Linked DNA regions of Mus musculus: region 2 is linked to region 1. A link is a contact called in public ChIA-PET data. All regions are on one chromosome and are shown on one strand. Each heading gives the region's core, a stretch centred on a gene start, on an enhancer-like site or on the middle of the called end of the contact. The rest is flanking DNA. Distances are from core to core; before and after follow the strand shown.

Region 1 (2,936 bases), core at 105-2,604:
TAAACATGAGAAGACGGTCACTTGCCAATGATAGAAGATTGATATGCACCTGTATATATAATACATATGTATATAAATATTAAATTTTCCCAGATTAGTGGTTTTTATGGTGGTATTGCAAACAGAAATCTAATTAATAATTTTCTTTCCCTCTTCAAAACACACACTAAGCTAATTAGGACTGGCAGGCACATGCAAGCAGACAGAGAACATACTTAAAAAGAGTGACAGCCTTTATTCTAAAAACAAACACCCTAAAATGTAAATTATCATAGCTTCATTACTTTCAGGTTCATTTACTCTCCCTAATGAATAAAAAAAAAAAAAAAACCTATCAGGTATTTGCCCAACTAGACCTTCTTCAGTATGGGTCGGCTGAACAAAACCACAAGAAAAGGAAGTATATATTATGAATCATGTACGTGTTTGTGGGCTCTCCTGGTCTCCTGTCTGCTGTCTTGTTTCCACTATGTAATAATTACCTTAGAGAAGTTTTATTTTATTTATGCACACAGAGACACCCACATATACCCTTGCACACTATCTACCTATCCCGCTATCCATTTATCTTTCCATCCATCCATCCATCCATCCATCCATCCATCCATCCAACCATCCATCTATCCATCTATCCATCTATCCATCCATGATGGTTTGGAAGATCTTTGTTCTGGGCATGGTATGGAAGAATCAACCAACTCTGATCAAACAAGTAAAGTACTTTATAGTTAAAATTCATCATCATATTTTAGAAATTTTTTTATTTACTTAAAACATTTTTCTTCCATAACCTGTCATCTGCAGCAAGAAGTGTGACCGTGTCTGCCGAGCAGCGTACTGTGTGGGAAGGAGAGACGCTTACCCTTCTCTGCAAGGCAGCTGGGGATGTGAGTGCTCTATCTGTGAGTTGGTGGCTCACCCCACAGGACCAGTCCACACCCGTGTTTGTGGCTGGCATGGGGCAAGATGGTACTGTGCAGCTGGGAGTCTCTTCTCCGGGCCCTGCGCACCGTGGTAACAGGAGGCTGGAGAAAGTGGACTGGGCCACCTTTCGGCTGGAGATTGCCTCTGCCATGGTCACAGACAGCGGTACCTATGAATGCAGGGTGTCAGAGAGACTCCAGAACCAGGCCAAAGGTTTGCAGTCAACCCAGAAGATTTCAGTCACTGTAAAATCTCTGAGTAAGTCACTGGGAAAAGTCCTTTTCTGAGTGTATGACAGTCACCTTATTCTGTACTGAAGTTTGGATGGTATCATTCAGAACTCCTGCCAGAGGTGCACGTACCCCGAGTGCCCTGGGTACGTGTGCTGTGAGTGCCAGCGGTATGTGCACCCCAAGTGCCAGCCAGCGGCATGTGTACCGTGAGACATGCAGAGCAGAATATGCAAATCAGGCCTGACAGCAACCTCTCGAGTTTATTCATCTTTATAAAGATCATTCTAGAGTGCAGCTTGTACATTGTTCAAAGTTGAAAACAAACCCCTGTGATTCCTGGTTGACTAGCAGATGAGTGGAGCCAAGCTTGCCCCGTCCCAGCAGCAGCCCAGGTATCATGGAGTTTTCTCTAGCATGGGCAAGAGAGTGACATTGAGCCCGGGGGACAGGGGGTGGGCCAGAGGGAGGAAGGAGGCCAGACCGTGCTGTGAGTGTTCTACTTGCTGAGTGGGGAGAGGAAAGAGGCCAGACCCTGGCTGCGCGTGGTGTCCCTGCTCTGTGCAGCTGTCTAAGTGGCGCACTGGAGAAACACTGCCTGTTTGTTGTGGCTGCTGAGAACAGTCGTAGGCGAGGGGGGAGACTTGGAGAGCCGAGGTTGAAATTCAGGACAGACTGTACTGTGGACCAACCTCTACCCCCAAATTCATGTCACTCCAGGAACACAAGTGTGTGGCCCTGTGTAAAGGGGGCATTGAGAAAACTTGGAAGTCCCCGAGCTTGGACCTGGTAAACAGGAAGTGTGTCTCACATTCTCCCCCACAGAGTCAAGTTTACGAGTTAATCTGATGAGCCGTCAGCCACAAGTGATGCTAGCCCATACCTTCCACCTGTCCTGTGTAGTGAGGGCCAACTACTCGGATCTCAAGCTGCCGTTCTCGGTAACGTGGCAGTTCCAGCCAGCGGGCTCTGGAGCCTTTCATCGGCTTATTCGAATTGCCCACAATGGCACCGTTGAATGGGGGGACGTCCTCTCCCAGATCCACAGGAAGACGAAGGTGTCACAGTCTTTCTTTCGTTCTCAACTCCAAATCTACGATGCAGCTATGGAGGAGACAGGGGTGTATCGGTGTACAGTGGAGGTTTATGACAGAGATTCCATATGCACAAGTGGCCCAGCCAGAGTATCTGCCACCTCTAACCTATTAATGATTACTGTCACCTTTCCAGGTAAGTGATACTTGACATTGAGCCTTTTTTAAAAAAGAAAAGAATATCCTTTTTTTTTTGGCCAGGTTTAGTGCATACCTATAATCCCAGTATTCAGGAGGCCAAAATAGGAGAATTGAGAATTTGAGGTCAGCCTAGGCTGAAATAGTGAGCCCCTGTCTCAAATAACAACGGAGCTCCTCCCACTTTGTGTAAACTATAGAAACAGACATAATGTATCCATTCACCACGTTTGTCCTGGTAAAGTGAGCATGATTTAATGGCATCAACATGAAGTTAGTATACGTGGAATGGCCACATTGGTTGCTAAAACAATGAAATACTTCCTTAGCAGCTAATAACCACTGCTCTTTGACCTTTCCACACCTGCCACGAGTTCTCATTGCCAGCAGCCTCATGATACTGTGTGGCACAGCTGAGCCTCAAGAACCTCCTACAGGGCAGATGATATTTTAAGTCAGTCACTGCTGGTACTCCAGCGTGGTTTTCGTATTTGGAAGTGGTGGGGAATCATGCAAATTCTATTAGAATACTGTCTTAGGGTTTTATTGC
Region 2 (2,843 bases), core at 260-2,759, 280 kb before region 1:
AACACACACACAGTATTTCTTTGTTAAATCAATAATTTTCCCCCATTTTTAAAATGGTTTTGTTAGTGATTGATTAAAAACTATGTATACCTTTGACTGTGGATGTAGCTCAGTGGTTGAGTGCCTGCCTAGCATGTTCAAGTTTCCATCCTCAACACCCCAAAGGGAAGACAAGAAATGATGCTGACATCTTAGATAGTAACAGTTTGCACACATTGCAAATATCTTGGCTTGACTTCTCACACATTTAATAGCTCTTTGTACATGCATAGATTCTAGATTTTTATGTGGCCTCTAACGTCCATCTTTACTATTTCTGAATTGTGCAATACATATAGGAAGATTTTCCATACTCAAGAATAGGAATTCTTTTATGTTTCCTGTTAAGTCTTATTTCACTTGGATTTTTCCCCCCTTGGAATTAATATTTTAACTCAACTGAAATGCACTGTTGTGGCTGTTGTTAAGCATCTGAAATGGAAAAACCGTGATTTTGAAGACCTTTTCTCACTGAATTCTAAAGAATCAAAAGACTATATGTTCACTGTATCTCTTGCTCACGTGACCTCTCTGTTGTCTTTTTAGGGACATTAGTCCTTGTATCCCTGTTCACTATTTTTTTATAGTCTTAGGACAAGAGAGATATCTTGGTACTTAAGAGCTCAGGCTGCTCTTCCGGAAGACCCAGGTTTTATTCCCAGCACCCACGAGGCAGCTCACAACCATCTGTAACTTAAATTCCAGGAGATCGATGGACTCCTCTGGCCTCTTCAGGCATGGCGTTCATGGGTGTTGCAGTCACTTTTCAATGGCTGTGACAAACCATCATGACCAAGGCAACTTAGAGAAGGAAGAATCTACTGTGCTCTTACAGGTCCATGGCCAGCATGGCCGGGAGTATGGCAGCAGGCATGAAGCATAGCGCTGGAGCAGTAGCTGGGGGGGTTTTACATTCCTATCCACAGCAGGAGACAGACAGATAGACAGAGTGGGGAAGGGGAGAGGGAAGAGAGAGAGAGAGAGAGAGAGAGAGCTAACAGGACCACAAGGGCTTTAAAGATTTCTAAGCCTACCCTCAGTGACGCACCTCCAACAAGGCCACGCCTCCCAATCCTTCCCAAATATACATATCTGAATTCTATTCCTATGACCTTTTGCCGGTGAGTCTACTTGGTCCTGTTGAAGGCAGCACAGCTGAGTGGCCAGCTATGTTTAAGCCCTTGTTTACAAAAGGGTAGCTATGGCAACTGACCTCCCAGTTCCTCTTCTTCCTCTGGTGGGGTGCTAAAACCCAACACCCTAAGCTGTTTTTGTAAAGATTAAAATGTGACACAGACACCTATTTCGGTTAAGGAGGGCAGCAAATGCATGAGTCGTTTTGATAGGGTCTCTGTCTCTCTCTCTCTCCTTCCCCATCTCTACCTCTCCCTCTCCCCCTCCCCCTCCCCTACTGTGAACAGCAGGCATGAAAGACACGTGGTTCAGGTTGCTGGGTGTGGCTTCTGCCAGCCTCACCACAGTCCTGACAGAAAGAACTCAGAGTCACCCCTGGGAAAAGAACTCTAAAGATGAAATGTAAATTCCTGGGTAGCTTCTTTCTGCTCTTCAGCCTTTCCGGCAAAGGTAAGCATTCGCGTGGAGCTCTTCCGGAGACCTTGGAGTGGACATTAGAGGCGAAGAGGGAGATCCTCCGTAGTCCCGAGACCTCAGAAACCATCTTACTTTTTTACAGGGGCGGACTGCAGAGACAATGAGACCATCTGGGGTGTCTTGGGTCATGGCATCACCCTGAACATCCCCAACTTTCAAATGACTGATGATATTGATGAGGTGCGATGGGTAAGGAGGGGCACCCTGGTCGCAGAGTTTAAAAGGAAGAAGCCACCTTTTTTGATATCAGAAACGTATGAGGTCTTAGCAAACGGATCCCTGAAGATAAAGAAGCCGATGATGAGAAACGACAGTGGCACCTATAATGTAATGGTGTATGGCACAAATGGGATGACTAGGCTGGAGAAGGACCTGGACGTGAGGATTCTGGGTAAGTCTCCATTCCCTAAAGGTTTTCATTTTAGGACGGCTGCTATGTAGAAAGTTGGGGAGCAGCCTTTCTGTAGCATCCCCATCCAATGTTACCTGTGTGGCCCACAATGAAGACTCCAGTGGGTGAGGGTGGCTCTAAAGCCTGTCTGCCTTTCATTCTCTCTTTGGGTGGCTGTGGGGTTGTACAAAGACTCCCAGGTGACAGACAGGCATTAATCAGAAAGAAGACAGGTTAGCAGAGAAAAGACATGGACATCCTTGGTGGCCGATGAAGCTGTAGCTAGACAGGATGTCAGAGGGTGCCTAGGAGCAGTGAGCCTCTTGTCTGGAGAGCTATGTTTAAGCCAGGGTATGATGAGAGGGCATGATACTGAAGAGCAACAGGAGAAGACCAACCAGGAGTCCTCTCCTGTCATCCAAGCGAAGCCAAGCAGGTGGTCTTAGTCTTGGTGAGAACCAGCAAGTGAGCTGTAAGAAGTGACTCATGCCCAGGCTCCTGGCAGCATGGAGTATGTGTGCCAGTGGGATCTATAGCGTTCCAAGAGCTTCTAGTGAGAAGAGTTGTCATTGATAGTCATTGGCCTGGAGTAAAGGGTGCCAGGGAGATGAGGAAGGGTGCAAACATGCCGGGTGTGGGGGTGAGGAGGAAGTGAAGAAGCTTGGGTGGGTGAGAAAGAAGAAAACGAAGCCTGGGATGCTGTCGAAGCTGAAAGTCCAGGGACAAACTGGCAGCTCACACCAATGGGTGAGAGGAGAAAGCCTGCCCTTGGCTTGCGGAGAAAGCTGAGAATGCCTTGTGC

Evidence for each region. ChIA-PET counts read pairs in DNA pulled down with a chosen protein or histone mark.
Region 2: an RNA polymerase II ChIA-PET map of effector CD8 T cells shows a contact between it and region 1, with 190 read pairs. The contact joins the promoter of Cd2 here to the enhancer-like site in region 1. A contact is called at or near these places in 22 of 39 promoter capture datasets (3T3-L1-derived adipocytes, the C10 cell line, the HPC-7 cell line and 15 more), 2 of 15 datasets of contacts at CTCF or cohesin (CD8 T cells and the NIH/3T3 cell line), 20 of 484 Hi-C or Micro-C datasets (CD4 T cells, CD8 T cells, the HL-1 cell line and 11 more), 20 of 115 datasets of contacts at active chromatin or transcription factors (CD8 T cells, the SCID.adh cell line, T-cell acute lymphoblastic leukemia and 11 more) and 4 of 9 other capture datasets (adipose tissue, liver, macrophages and 1 more).

The regions. Positions count from the first base shown.
Region 1 is chr3:101,011,234-101,014,169 of GRCm38.p6, reverse strand. Cd101 (CD101 antigen) reads left to right here. Exons shown (of 9, transcript NM_001167906.2): 5 at 805-1,182; 6 at 1,980-2,384. Among named protein-coding and RNA genes, the nearest start is that of Cd101, 17 kb to the left of the region's middle. Within about 2 kb of position 1,354, at least 108 of the 459 cell types and tissues checked have an H3K27ac peak or open chromatin away from gene starts, as enhancers often do. A contact at or near this core is called in CD8 T cells, the SCID.adh cell line, T-cell acute lymphoblastic leukemia and 14 more, where this site is marked.
Region 2 is chr3:101,286,605-101,289,447 of GRCm38.p6, reverse strand. Cd2 (CD2 antigen) reads left to right here and starts at 1,509. Exons shown (of 5, transcript NM_013486.2): 1 at 1,509-1,623; 2 at 1,733-2,041. The coding sequence starts at 1,569.